Linked DNA regions of Oryctolagus cuniculus: region 1 is linked to region 2. The links are chromatin contacts, called in public Micro-C maps. All regions are on one chromosome and are shown on one strand. The core of a region is the stretch at or near the end of the contact, and the rest is flanking DNA. Distances in the headings are between cores, read along the strand shown. Region 1 holds the start of CRY1 (cryptochrome circadian regulator 1). Region 2 overlaps CRY1 (cryptochrome circadian regulator 1).

Region 1 (7,577 bases), core at 1,793-4,292, 41 kb before region 2:
GAGCTGAGATATGACCCAGTCTCTTCCTTATAGTCCCCACTCTTTCCATCTCGATGTTGGAGCCAAACAGAATTTCACAAATAATTCCTGACAATGTTTCCCATCCCTTCCTTCCCCCTTCATACGTAATATTCACTCTGAAAAGAAGAGGGAGTATCTACGAGGGATGTGAAAGAGATTTGGGTTCAGATCTGTTTTTTTTTTTTTTAAGATTTATTTATTTTACTTGAAAGTCAGAGTTACACAGAGAGAGGAGAGGCAGAGAGAGAGAGAGAGGTCTTCCATCTAACGGTTCACTCCCCAGTTGGCCGCAACGGCCGGAACTGCACCGATCCGAAGCCAGGAGCTTCTTCAGGGTCTCCCACGTAGGTGCAGGGGCCCAAGGACTTGGGCCATTTTCTGCTGCTGTCCCAGGCCATAGCAGAGAGCTGGATGGGAAGTGGAGCAGCCAGGTCTTGAACCAGTGCCCAGATAGGATGCCAGCGCTTCAGGCCAGGGCTTTAACCCGCTGTGCCACAGCGCTGGCCCCTTCATCTGGTTTTACTACTTCTGATTATGAATGTTAGTTTCTTCACCAGCAAGATGGACATAGATATGTTCAAATAATACTTATGAAATGATAATTAAAAACGTATCTAAAATCATGCTTAACAATAATCCATAGGAAGAACATAGTGCATAGGAGCTCTACGAATCACTGCCATTATTAAATGATAATCTCTCCCCCCCCCAAATGCAGATATATTAACGTAACCATCTACGTGCCAAAAAAAACCCTTGAGTATTTAAGAAATGCAGTCACCAATGCTGACGTTTTTATCATAAATTGGTACTTCTATGTTTACATGGAAGTTACACACACACACACACCCACACACAGCTGTCTGTTAAAAAAAAATCCAGCTTCACTGAATGAACAATCTACAAACATAAGTCAACTCTACATGGATCAATAGTCTCTCCACCTCCCACCGTTTCATTTGGATGCTTGAAACAATTTCTGTCTTTTGACACAATCTGCCTACTTTCAAATTGCCTAAAATGAACATAAAACACTGCATTAAACTTAAAAAAAAAAGGATTTATTTCAAAGGCAGAGTGAAAGAGAGAGAAGAGCTCTTCCATCTGCTGGTTCACTCTTCAAATGCCTGCAAAAGCTGGGGCTGTGTCACACTGAAGCTAGGAGCCAGGAACTCCACCCAGGTCTCTCACCTGAGTGGCAGGGGCCCAAGTCTTTGGGCCATCTTCCACTGTCTTCCTTTGGGCATTAGCAGGAAGCCGGATTGGAAGCAGATTAGCCCAGACTTGAATTTACACTTCTATATGGGATATGGGAGTCCCAAGCACAGGCCTAACCTGCTGCATCACAACACCTGCCCCCATTCTTTGTAATTTTTAAAATTTTATTTGAAAGGCAGAGAGATATAGACAAAGATCTTTCATCTACTCCTTCACTTTCCAAATGCCCACAACAGCCAGGGCTCACGCAGGCCAAGACCAGGAACCTGGGAAGCTATCAGGTCTCTGACAAGGATGGCAGTGATCCATGAACTTGAGCCATCACTTGCTGCCTCCCCAGACGCACATTAGCAGGAAACTGGGTTGTAAGTGGAGCCAGGACTTAAGCCCAGCCTGATATTGGACCCAACCAGGGTCTTAACCACTATGTCAAATGCCCACTGGGCTTTCCTTTCTTTAACTTTGCCATGACAGATGCATTGGTGGCTACAGGATTCACTCATTCACTTATTCAATAAACATTTGAATGATGTATATCAGGCTCCGTACTGGCTACTGGTGATGTAAAATATAAACTAGATAGAGACTCTGGCCTTGGGAAGGAATCAGAGACATTGTATGATAACATTTAATCTTCACAATGATGGGCTGATGTATCACATGCATGCTTGGAGAGCTCAGGGAGGTCTAAAATCTGCTCTAGCAGATGGATTGTTTTCACAAATTAGGCAGCATTTCATCAGAGCCTGACTGTAAAGCGATGTGTAGAAATACATTAGGCAGCGGGAAGGTGGCTGCAGGGAATAGCGATTCCAAAGAACAGCATTTTAGAGGGAAAACTAGCACATGAATAGGTTAAGAGCCAAACGGAAAACCCCAGGAGGGCTGCGATTTTTGTCTACTTCATCTCCAGTGCTTTGTTCAATAACTAACTGTTGAGTGAATGTAAGCGCATCATAAGGCACGGTCCGGTTCAAGTGCACGAAGGTCCCAATCGCGAAGCCCTGGAAACCACACTGAGTGTAAGAGATCAGGATTGATACGCTGTTGAATTCCGTGAGGCTCGGGGATGCCTCGCTCTGCCGGGGGCCCCTCTTCGCCAGGGCCACGTGCAAGTGCGCCGCGCAAAAGGGCACAAAAATGGCGGGGGCGCCAGCTCCACACACACCTAGCAAGGCTCTCCGGCTAAACCTGGATGAGGCACACGGTTTTGTGCTTGAAACCCACCTGGAGCTGAACACAGTCACCCTCCAACACCCAGTACCTCCGCCTCCATCCCCCCACCCCCAGCTCCCCTCTGGGATCCACAGTTAACTCTCCGAGGACACGGTCGACCCCCCTCCCCCCCATCCCACACGAGGAACAACCGGGCGCGCTCCGGTTCCTCGGCCCCGCCCTCCTCTCCTCTGGAACGCAGGGAGAGCGCACGCGCGCCTGCCAGAGGAGAGCGCGCGCCCGCGAGCTCCCCGCAGCCCCGTGCTCATCCGGGTCTCAGCAAGCCCCAGCCAATGGCGGCCGCTCCCGGCCCCCGGGGGCGGGGCCAAGCCTCCCGTCACATGGGGCCTGTGGCCGCCTTGGGTGCCTCCAGCGGACAGCAACCAGTCGGCCTAGGGAAGGGGTAGAGAAGCAGGGAGCCCCCTGTCTGGCCGAGGACCGGCAATTCTGGGGTCTGGGGGCTGCTGCCGCTCCGGAAGCGTCTGAAGTGCGAGCAGATTCCCCAGCCAGACCTAGTGTAGTAAACACACTTCAGAAACGTGAGGTGCCGGTGGTCACGTGGGGAGCGCGCCCTCCAATGAGGGGCCGGGGGCGGGGCCGAGGCCGCTGACGCGGCGCGGCGGTGGCGGAGTCACCCGGGCAGCCTCGGGACCGGTGACCGGCCGGCAGCCGTCCAGCGGCCTCGACCACCGCCTTCGTCCTCCGTTTTCGGTCCGGTCTCTCGCTCTCCATCCTCTCTCTCGGCCCGAGAGACAGCGTCGCCGACAGGGGCTGAATCCCCTCTCGTTCCTCTCGGTGACTCACCTCAGGCGGGTCGTTTTCGCCACAGCGGCCGCCTCGGTGGGGCGAGGTTTCCGTGACGAACCTCCTGGGGCTGTCGGGGCCGGCTCGGGCCGTCGAGGCGGCTCGAGCTTCTGGAATTTACTCACGCTCCGAGGGTCCGAGGCCCTGGAAGTTATGCGTCTCCTGCGGGCGCTTGCAGCGAGCGGCGGCGCCTGAAGGGCGTCACAGCCGGACTCTGCCGACCGGGCAGCCTCCATTCATCGTCCAGCTGCGCGTCCGGCGCCCGCGCCCCCTCGAGCCCCCTCCTCGGACTCAGTTTCCCCCGTGCCCGGTCGGCCGCCCGTTCCTCACCCCTCGGGCGCGGCGATTCTCCTGGAAGCGAAGGTGTCGGTTATGAGCCGGCCCCTCCTTCCTTGAGTTTCTGGCTGGAGGAAGTCGGCGACGACCCGCGCCCCCACCCCGCCCCCGGCTATGGGGGTGAACGCCGTGCACTGGTTTCGCAAGGGGCTTCGGCTCCACGACAACCCCGCCCTGAAGGAATGCATTCAGGGCGCCGACACCATCCGCTGCGTCTACATCCTCGACCCCTGGTTCGCCGGCTCCTCCAACGTGGGCATCAACAGGTGGAGGTGAGTCGGCGGCCCGTGGGAAATGGATTCCGGTGTTCCGGAGTTACGTGCGATTGGCAGAATCGGAGAATGGAGACGTGCGACCGCGTTGCTTGGGCCGATTGAAAGTGGTAGGGTGCGTCCGGTGTTCCATAGGATCCACCTGATAGCCCTCCGGACGGAGGGTCCCGATGACCTGGAACACCTTGGCCCTCGTTGCCAACTTCTCGCTCAGCACTCTTGGGAACTCTTCGCCTGGCTTTATGGAGAGGAGTTAAAGAAATACCCTCCCGGGCCTTAGTAGCCTGTGGATGGATTCTCTTAGCCTTTTTGTGGCGTTCGAAAGGATTATGTATGGTGTTTAATGGTTACGTGTATGTGTGCCTAGGTCACTCGTAGTATGGAGAAAAATCATTCATTCCGTATAGTCGGCTCCGAATCCAGTTTTCTTCCACCTTGAGGTTACTGCTGGAAAAGCAAGGGAAACAATGTCTGGTTCTTCTTAGCTCCACTCTTCCTCTCAACTCCTCCTTGTGGTCGACTGGACAAAGTACAGTTTTTCTTTCTAGGCAAAGTACAATCCTTCTAGGGATCCGTGCTCTGGAAGAAATCCTGGAGCCGCTTTATGATCTTTCCCTGATGTACCGGACTAGATGATCGTTAGGCCCCTCGGTGAGAATGAAAGCTTTAGTTCGGGAGACAGACTTGATCGCTTTCTGCATGCCAGACACTGATTTAAATGCCAGGCTTATAGCCGTAAATGAAACGGACATAAAGTCTTGCACTCTTCAAGATTATGTCTCAGAAAGTAAAATGTGCAGTATTTTAGGCGATGAACAGGTTTGTGGAGAAAAACAGAGCAGAGAGAAGTGAAAATGAATGCGATTTTAAATATACTACTCAGGGGGCAATCACGGGGAAAGTGACAGTTGAGCAGACAGGAAGGGATTGGTGGGATGCAAGTATCTCAGGGAAGAGCTTTCCAGGTTAGGGAACAATAGGAGAAAAAGTCCTAAAGTGGAAATGTGCTTGACCTTTGGAAGGCATAGCGGAGGAAGCCAGTATGAATGGAGCACACTGAGGGAAAAGTAGTAGCGATGAGATCAGAGTTGTAATAGAGCCAGATTGAATAGAGCTTTATAAGCAGTTACAGGATTTGAGCTTTTACTCAGCAAAGTGCGCATAGAATAATTTCAGGTTTATAAATAGAAGTGACATGACCTGACTTCAGCTTGAGAAAAATTTGTTGATTGTGGTCCTGAGAACAAACTGAATTGACAGGGTGGAGATAGACAGAATTAGGAGCAGCAGTTAGGAGGCTGTTGCATTCATCAAGGTCAGAGATGATAACGGCTAGATGACAGCAGAAATGGTGAGAAGTAGTCAGATGCTGTGTGCATTCTAAAGGCAGAATAAACAGTATTTGTTGGCAGCTTAGGTATGTGTTGTGAGAGGATGAAAAGGAGTTAAGGATGATTTCAAAAATTTTCATTTGAAATATTAAGAAGGATGGAGCTGCTCTTTGCTAAGAAAATAAAGTTGATTGGGGAAGGCTTTGGGATTGTGCTTGGAGTTCTCTTTTGGACTTTGAGATGCTTTTTAGACATCCAAGTGAAGAAAATAGGCAGATGGATGTATCTGGATTCAGGACATAAATCCAGGCAGGAAATATAAATTGGAGAGTCATCAGTTTATAGATGCATATCTATTAACCTGTCCATTTATTGAACAAATATTTGTCAAACATCTACATGCCAGATAGGATTTCAGGTGTGGGAGACTCAGCAGAAACAAAATAGCTGCAGAGTTCTACCCTATTGAAGCTACGTTCTAGGGGAGCCAAGAGACTGTGTAAGAGTATGAAGAAAGAGTGTGGAATGGAAAGAGAGATGATCTAAGCATTGAGTCTTAAGTGCTTGTGATGAATAGAAATTGTGTAGTATAGAGACTGAAGAAGCCGCTAGAAAAGTAAGAAGAAAACCTAGAAGCCAAGTAAACAAAGTGTTTTAAAGAGGAGAGAATGTTTTGCCTACATCAAAGTACTGTTGATAGGTTAAGATGAGGACTGAAAATTAAAAGTTGGATTTAGGGGCGGTGTTTTGCTTAGTGGGTTTTGACACCCGCATCGCATACTGGAATCACTAGGTTTAGGTCTTGGCTCTGGTCCCAATTTCTTCCTTTCTTCTAGATTTATTTATTTATTTGTTTGAAAGGCAGATTTATAGAGAGAGAGAGAGCACTTCTATCCATTGGTTCATTCCCCAAATGGCCTCAACAGCCAGGGCTGGGCCAGCCCAAAGCCAGGAGCTTCATCCAGGTCTCCCACATGGGTGCAGGGGCCCAAGCACTTGGGCTGTCTTCTGCTGCTTTCCCAGGCACATTGGCAAGATACTGGATGGAAAGTAGAGCACCCAGGGCTTGAACCCATGTTTCTTTATGGGATCAGGCATCTCAGGTGGTGGCTTAACCCTCTGTACCACAATGCTTGCCCAGTATTGTGAGTCTTGAGTGAGTTTATTTCCTCTGATACCACTGTAAACAATATTATGAATGATCTCAGAATGCTAAATTCAATGTTTTGGTTTTTTTCTTCAATTTGAAAGGCCCAGGGACAAACACAACTCCATCCACTGGTTCACTTCTCAAACATCAATTCTAGCTGGGCCAGGCAGAAGTCAGAAACCTAATTGGTCTCTTATGTGGGTGGCAGGGACCAAATATTTGGGTCATCATCTGCTGCCTCCCAGGGTCTGCACTGGCAGGAAATTGAAATTGGGACCAGGGGCTAATAACATTGTGGCAATTTGGCGAGTGAACCAGCAGTTGGATAGAAATTTTCTCTCTTTCTCTTCTCTCTCTTTCCCTCTCTGTAACTGCCTTTCAAAGAAATAAAATAAATCTTAAAAAAGATTCATAGTATCAAATTCAGTGACTTTTTTTTTCTATAATAGTAGCTCAATTACTATTTATTAAATGAAATGGTGTCCTAGAGTTAATTTTTTTTAAAAGATTTATTTGAGAGGTAGAGTTATAGACAGTGAGAGGGAGAGACAGAGAGAAAGGTCTCCTTCCATTGGTTCACTCCCCAAGTGGCCACAATGGTCGGAGCTGAGCCGATCAGGAGCCAGCAGCTTCTTCCGGGTCTCCCGTGTGGGTGCAGGGGCCCAGGGACTGGGGCCATCTTCCACTGCTTTCCCAGGCCATAGCAGAGAGCTGGATTGGAAGAGGAGTAGCTGGAACATGAACGGGTGCCCATATGGAATGCCAGCGCCGCAGGAGGAGGATTAACCTACTATGCCACGGGGCCAGCCCCGTGGAGTTAATAATTTTATGTTTAAGTGACTTTTATTAATTTCCTTATTGGCTGTTCTAGTAATGCTCAAATTGTTTAGCTTGGCATTCAAGATCTACCTTTTGGCCTATGTATCTCATCTACTGTTTACAATATGTGCCCTCAATTCTAGAGGAAAACACCCTATTAGTTTTCCATTACAGTGGAAGAGATGTTGCTGCCTCAGTTCAAAACCACTCCTTTTGTGTGCTCCATTTCAGAGAAACTTTGCCTGTTTTTTATTATACTCACATTTTTTTTCAACTCATCATCTTTTTAGTCTCTAGTCAACATTTAAACAAGCTTAAAGTCAAGCTTTGTAAACAAATAAAAACTCATAACAAAGGAACAAAACCTAGCCTGTCTTCCCCCTCTTGAGACTATACTTGTGTTTCTCAGTT
Region 2 (7,684 bases), core at 2,554-5,053:
TCTCTGTCTCTACCTCTCTCTGTAAATCTGACTTTCAAATAAATCAATCTTTAAAAAGGGGGGTTAATCCAGAAATTACTTTTTCCCTCTTGACTTTTCAAAGAGTATTAATGGTAAAAACAAACTTGCTGGCTGGCGCCGCGGCTCGCTAGGCTAATCCTCCGCCTTGCGGCGCCGGCACACCAGGTTCTAGTCCCGGTTGGGGCACCGGATTCTGTCCTGGTTGCCCCTCTTCCAGGCCAGCTCTCTGCTGTGGCCAGGGAGTGCAGTGGAGGATGGCCCAAGTGCTTGTGCCCTGCACCCCATGGGAGACCAGGAGAAGCACCTGGCTCCTGCCTTTGGATCAGCGCGGTGCGCCAGCCGCGGCGGCCATTGGAGGGTGAACCAACGGCAAAGGAAGACCTTTCTCTCTCTCTCTCACTGTCCACTCTGCCTGTCAAAAATAAAAATAAAAATAAAAAACTTGCTAAAAAGCCTTCAGGCATTCAAGAGAAACAAATACTGACACTTACCTGAGGAATGACTGGGTGGAAATATTAATCTTATCTACTGGGTCATTTTGATTCGGGTGATGTGCACAAAAGGTCTTTTTTTGTCTTATCCATCTGGAGCAACCTTGAACAATCATTTATTTATGCAGTATCCTCTTTTCATATCCTTCCTGTCTCTGAGGTGTTTTTAAGCTGATCACAGTCTAATCTCTGACATTCAGACCCTCTCCCTTTGCTTTAAGCCTTCCTTTTCAGCCAAACCAGTGTTATTTACTATGTAAATCTTACTATGTAATACATAGATTACTTGCTATGTAATACATACAGTGTTTGACCACTTTGGAATGCTGAAAATCAGTGGGCTTCTATCTTCTGTTTCTAGGTCACTAATACTTTACCCTGAATAAACTTTAAAAAAAAAAAAAAGATTTTATTTATTTATTTGAGAGGCAGATTTACAGAGAGAGAGAGAAAGATCTTCCATCTGCTGGTTCACTCCCCAGATGGCCGTGTTGGCTGGAACTGGGCCTGTCCAAAGCCAGGAGCCAGGAGCTTTTTCCAGGTCTTCCATGTAGGTACAGGGGCCCAACTACCTGGACCATCTTCCACTGCTTTCCCAGGCCATGAGCAGAGAGCTGGATTGGAAGAGGAGTAGCTGGGACATGAACTGGCACCATTATGGGATGCCAGTGCCACAGGCATAGGCTTAACCTACTATGCCACAGCGCTGTCCCCCCGAAAAAACTTTATATTAACCTTTTTACAGACCTTGTTTATTTCTTTGAAAGGATTATCCATTTGTATCTCATATATTATATTCTACTATAGTAGGTACTATTGTATTTATGTGCATACATACTCAATTTCTTTTTGTAGATGCTAAGCTCTATAAGTATTGGAGCCCTTATCTATCTGTATCTCGTAAATTGAATAAAATTATGTAAGTAGTAAGTATCCCTCCTTAGAAGGCATTTTAGGAATTTTGTGAAGACATCTTTGGTTGTTATATGATTGGAGGGTATAAGTAAAATTAGTAAGGAAAGGCCAAGGATAGAAGACTTCCTTCAGCGTATTCTCTCAAAATAAACAGTTGTCCTGAGTCCTGTTTAACTTTCTTCACAATGCTTGATGTAAGTAAAAATCTTAACAAAATTTTCTGAATCTAAAGTCTAAATCCATCTCTATATATAAACATTGTGTATTTTCTACACAATTTAAATATAAACTGAGCTTTCTAGGAGTGTATTTAGCACTCTGTAAATCAAGATGATAGCTTGTTTTGTTCAGAACTTTATTAAAGTCTTGTTCACCATTTAAGGAAATCAAGTTTGAGTTGCCAGTAACATCACTGTATTTGTTTTTGTAGCTATTAAATTTGAAATGATTCTATATGTAAGTATAAGTATTAGACTGGTTCATTGTTTTCTAATGTAATGTCCAGATGCTTAGTAATAGAAGTAGATGTTACTTTTTTAAAAATATAAATGACCTTTAATTTCCTCTATATGTAATAGAAAAAAAGTAATGCTTTAAAGTGATATATGTGGATATGTTATTTATGAATTTTATTTCAGGGTTTTAAAGAGGACATTGCAAAATAAATGTTATAAAACAACATTGTGTCATGAGATAGATTTATGGCTTTTAGAGTCTGGCAGATGCAAAAATTTGCTTTTTTTTTTTTTTTTTTTTTTTTTTTTTTTTTTTTTTTTTTAACAGGCAGAGTGGACAGTGAGAGAGAGACAGAGAAAGGTCTTCCTTTTGCCGTTGGTTCACCCTCCAATGGCCGCCACAGCCGGCGTGCTGTAGCCGGCGCACCGCGCCTATCCGAAGGCAGGAGCCAGGAGCCAGATGCTTCTCCTGTTCTCCCATGGGGTGCAGGGCCCAAGCACTTGGGCCATCCTCCACTGCACTCCCAGGCCACAGCAGAGAGCTGGCCCTGGAAGAGGGGCAACCGGGAAAGAATCCGGCGCCCCGACCAGGACTAGAACCCGGTGTGCCGGCGCCGCAAGGCAGAGGATTAGCCTAGTGAGCCGTGGCACCAGCCACAAAATTTGCTTTTAAAATATGTGTTTCATCTTTATTGAACATTAAACTATTCTCCATAAAAATGTATATCACAAATATCTCAATAATTTGAATAATAAGTTAGATGAAAACACTAAAAATTGTAACAAACCAGAAAAAAGCAAGCATATTTAAACTTGACTCAGCTTATAGAGACACAGAATTTTAAATTTAGAATTTTGAAATCTCTATAAAACATCATAGACTTTGATTAATGATTGAAAAATCTCCATTTTTTCTCTATGATAGGTAGGATTCAAATTTTTTCTAAATTTTACTCATTTCATTTGGAGGATAGGAGATAGACTGCATGTGGTTTTCATGATTTTAGTTTGTTCTTTAAATCCATTCTCTAGGGTCTGCAATGAATGTTTTGGTTAAGATATTCTAAGAGTAGTTTGTTTTCATTGCTGAGCAAATGATAGGATATATTTTAGAAACTGAAATACAGAGCCAGATGGCTTCTTTATTCTTGTATGATACATATTAATTCATAATGCCTTGTTTTCAGCAGCAAAAGGATTATTTGTAACTTCCCATTGCCTTTTTTAGACTATTTCATATAGACAGAACTAGAAATTCTAGTTATATAAAGCTGTTCCAGCACAGGCTGGAAAGTAGGTCATTCTGACGGGAGTATACTAAACCGCCCATTGGTTGCTATAGCAATGACCTACTTTAAGAAACTATTACTGTTGATTCATGTTGAAATCATCTTTGGAACTGGTATAAGGAAGTTAAATGAATATAATTTTTTATATAATAGCAATAGGTAGTGATCTCTGGAGAGAAAAAAATCCTTTAAAAATTTAAAGTGAAGAACTACCAAAACATTGTCCCCTAATTTCTTAATTATTTTCAAAGTTGGATCATTTTAATTTATTAGAGGACTCTCATAAAATAGGTACTTTATTTATTTACTTATTTTTACTGTTTCATTTATTTAAAAGACCAAGTTACAGAGAGAGGTAGAGGCAGAGAGAGAGAGAGAGAGATGTCTTCCATCCACTGGTTCACTCCCCAGATGGCCACAACTGCTGGAGCTGAGCCGATCCGAAGCCAGAAGCCAGGAGCTTCTTCCAGGTCTCCCACATGGGTGCAGGGTCCCTGGGACTTGGGCTATCTTCTACTGCTTTCCCAGGCCATAGCAGAGAGCTGGATGGGAAGAGGAGCAGCCGGGACTTGAACCAGCGCCCATATGGGATGCTGGAATTTCAGGCCAAGGCTTTAACGCACTGCGCCACAGTGCCGGCCCCAAGTTGGAACTTCAAATCTATGCTGTTGGAGATTTTTTAAATGGTTGTATTATGGAAGAATTATATGCTCAGATATTAGTTGTCTCAGAGTCTCTTTTGTGAGGTAGAGTTACAGACAGAGAGGGGACAGGCAGAGAGAAAGGTCTTCCATCCACTGGTTCACTCCCCAAATGGCTGCAATGGCCATAGCTGGACCAATCCAAAGCCAGGAGCCCAGAGCTTCCTCTGGGTCTCCCATGTAGGTGCAGGGGCCCAAGCACTTGTGTCATTTTCCACTGCTTTCCCAGACCATAGTAGAGGAGGTGGATTGGAAATGGAGCAGCCAGGAGGCGAACCAGTGCCCATTCGAGTTGCTGGCGCCACAGCACTGGCCCCGATTCAGAGTCTTAATTGTACTATGCTTTGTTGATGAATATATTCATCCACATTGACCTTGTCATTGGGAAACTTATCTTTCAAACTTGATTTAAAGTCACTTTCAGATGAAGTTAGCAGTTCAAAGTGCTTTTGTGTGGATGTGCATGTACCCAACGAATTCATGTTTTCTACTGTCATGCCTAGGTATTTATGGAAATACATGCGTGTGGAGTTTGTTCAAAAATAAAAATTATTATCAAGGGAAAGTAATAATATGTTTAATGAATATCTTCCAAATGCTAGGGATTCTACTATGTGAATTTATACTGTTTCTAATTCTCTCCACAAGACAATCCTACTAGGTTATTTTATCCTATTTCTAATCATTTCAACAAATTGTAGAGGGCATATGATGAAATTTGTTTGCCAAATACAGAAAACAAAACAAAGGTTAAGGAAACTGTAATTAGGAATGAGACACATAATTTGAAATCCATTGGAAGGGCTTCATACACACATACACACACAAACACACATACACACACACATACAGACACACACGCAGAGTCATCTCTTGGTGTCCTTCTATCCCTGTAGATACCAAAATGTGCAAGTGCTCAAGGACCTATAATTGCATGTAACATTAAATTATCTCTAAATTACTTTAAACGTCTATTACAGTATGATGCTATGTAATGTGATGCTAGTTACAGACACCTTTTTAAACATTTTTTTAAATATTTATTTTAGAGAGAGGGAAAGGAGAAATCCCCCAAAGCCTACCACAGTCAGGGGCTGATCTAGGCTGAAGCTGGGGGCCAGGAATTCAATCCAGATCTCCCACATAGGTGAGACTCAATTACTTGTACCATATAGCATGCTGCCTTCCAGTGTGTACATTAGCTGAGAGCTGATATCAGGAGCAGAGCCAGGACTTGAACCTAGGTGTTTGCGTATGGAATACAGATGTTCCCAAGCAGCTTCTTAACTGCTAGGCCGAACTCCCTTCCTTAGTTGCAGTTTTTTTTTTTTCCCAAATAATTTTTCAGCTGTGGCTAGTTGAATCCATGAACTTGGAACTTGTGAATACCATGGACTAACTATATATTACATATACATGGTAGCTGTCTTATGTGGTATGATATGAACATTTCTCTAAGATGAGGTATACATTAAGTTCTTTGACAGTGCAGAGGACAGAGAAATTTCTTTTAAGAAAAGATTATTTCAAAGGCAGAGAAGGACAGAGAGAGAAAGAAAGGAAGAAATCTTCCATCTGTTGGTTCACTCCCCAGATGGCTGCAATTCCTGGGCCTGGGCCTGGGCCTAGCTCTAGCTGAAGACAGGAGCCTGGAATTCCATCCTGGTCTCCCACATGAGTGACAGGGGCCCAAGAATTTGGACCATAGTCCACTGCCTTCTTAGGTATATTACCAGGGAGCTGGGTTGAAAGCAGAGCAGCCCGGATTTAAACTGGTGCTCCAATATGGTTTGTCTGGAATTGCGACCGATGGCTTAACTCACTATACTACGACTCAGGCCCCCAAAGAAATTACTTTCAGCTGGAAGACTGAAGGTTAGTAGAATATGAACTTGAAAAAGATGAGAAAAGGAAAATTCCCCCTGAAGAAATGGAAATTAGAAACAAGATTGCAGGCCAAGGGAAGCAGGAGCAACCAGGAGATTGTGTGGAGAAGATAGTTTGGTTTGGTAGGAGGGCAAGGGGAGTGGGGGAGGAAATGAACCTGGAACCCTAGGTCAGTGGCCAAGCAGAGTAATTACTCTTTATTGTATAGGGAGTGGGTCTTTGAAGACCTTTGTACAGGAAAACATGAGTCATGAAGATTTAATATTGTGTATAAAATGGATTAGAATGCTGAGAGATTAGTGGTGGGCAGATCTACTTTAAGATACTGCAGTAAATAAAACAAGCAAGAGATAAGAACTAGAATTACTATAACAAGAATAGAAGTGGCTGGGAAGAAGGGGAGTAAAGAATGTTAGAGAAACACTTATGTAATAGTGCTCACTGTGGTCAGGTTGAGTTCTAAGAGCTTCATAGATACTAATTTATTTAATTCTCACCGTAATATTCAGTAGGTCCTATTACAATACCAATTTTACAGATGAGGAAATTAGATACAGCTTTCGGTATTGGTTGAAGTTTAGCAATCTGTCACTAGGCTTATTGAGTTAGGAACATCTATACAATGGAATATTTTGAAGTTATGAAAACTGATGCCATAAAAGTATGCCTATTGCTTTGGAAATATGTTTGCCATATATGAAGCCAGGCTTACAGTAAATAGAGAATATATTATTTTTTCTGCTTTTAATGAATACATGCTGATTATCAATTTTAAACTTTTACGAATTAAAAATGAAAGTGTGTATCTCGGGGGCCGGCGCCATGGCTCACTTGGTTAATCCTCCGCCTGCAGCGCTGACATCCCATATGGGTGCCAGGTTCTAGTCCTGGCTGCTCCTCTTCCAGTCTAGCTCTCTGCTGTGGCCCGGGAAGGCAGTAGAGGATGGCCCAAGTGCTTGGGCCCTTGCACCCGCATGGGAGACCAGGAAGAAGCACCTGGCTCCTGACTTCGGATCAGCGCAGCACCAGCTGCAGCAGCCACTTGGGGAGTGAACCAACAGAAGGAAGACCTTTCTCTGTCTCTCTTACTGTCTAACTCTATGTGTCAAATAAATAAAAAAAAGTGTATGTTTCTCTCCTTCCTACACTATTATAAGTTTCTACTCCCCAAAGATAGATATTATTAATAGCTTAGAAAGTATCTTTCCAGGTATTTTCCTTAAGCACATCTAAACATAAATAGATATGTGCAATGTAAATCTTGTTTTACCCACCAAATATGTATATAATTTTAAAGGTCATACTACAAAAGCTTGTAACAGAGGACAGCATCAGAGTGTGTTTACACCATCCTTCACTTTTTTTGTTTCTTCACAGATCTTTTCTACTTAAAATGTTTGAGTTAAAAGTACCCATATTATTTCAAGTGCTTATATTTGTACTGTATCTTTGTAACTTTTATGTGTAATCACAGGTGTAAATTTTAGTATCTGTGGAAGAAAATATCACAGTATGGAAGAAAAACACCGTACTTAAAACAGTTTCTATTGCTTTGTTTCCTGAAGTGCCAAAACAAAAATTAAGTCTTAGAGTGCAAAACTTTTTCCATTGTAACATATTACTTAGTCCATATCATTCTAAAACTTGCTTTTGTTTCATTGAGTGTTTATTGAAAAGCATTTAAAATGCTTATTCAGCCTGTGAACTAAAGAAAAATAAAGGGTAAATTATTGAGACTTAATTGTTTATTTTATTAATTCTTTTTTTTAAAGATTTACTTATTTATTTGAAAGTCAGAGTTACACACACACAGAGGGAGAGAGAGAGGTCTTCCATCCGATGGTTGATTCTCCAATTGGCCGCAACAGCCAGAGCTGCAGCTATCTGAAGCAAGGAGCCTCTTCTGGGTATCCCACGCGGGTGCA

The links. A called contact is a pair of places that touch in the nucleus more often than the background predicts.
Region 1: a Micro-C map of ear pinna shows a contact between it and region 2, with 1.9 times the contacts expected there. The contact joins the promoter of CRY1 here to the enhancer-like site in region 2. A contact is called at or near these places in 2 of 6 Hi-C or Micro-C datasets (ear pinna and skin fibroblasts).

What each region holds. Positions count from the first base shown.
Region 1 is chr11:109,640,752-109,648,328 of mOryCun1.1, reverse strand. It overlaps CRY1 (cryptochrome circadian regulator 1), which reads left to right and starts at 3,042. Exons shown (of 13, transcript XM_002711421.5): 1 at 3,042-3,866. The coding sequence starts at 3,709.
Region 2 is chr11:109,600,575-109,608,258 of mOryCun1.1, reverse strand. All of the region lies in intron 1 of CRY1 (cryptochrome circadian regulator 1), which reads left to right. Among named protein-coding and RNA genes, the nearest start is that of CRY1, 41 kb to the left of the region's middle. Within about 2 kb of position 3,803, at least 6 of the 8 cell types and tissues checked have an H3K27ac peak or open chromatin away from gene starts, as enhancers often do. A contact at or near this core is called in ear pinna, where this site is marked.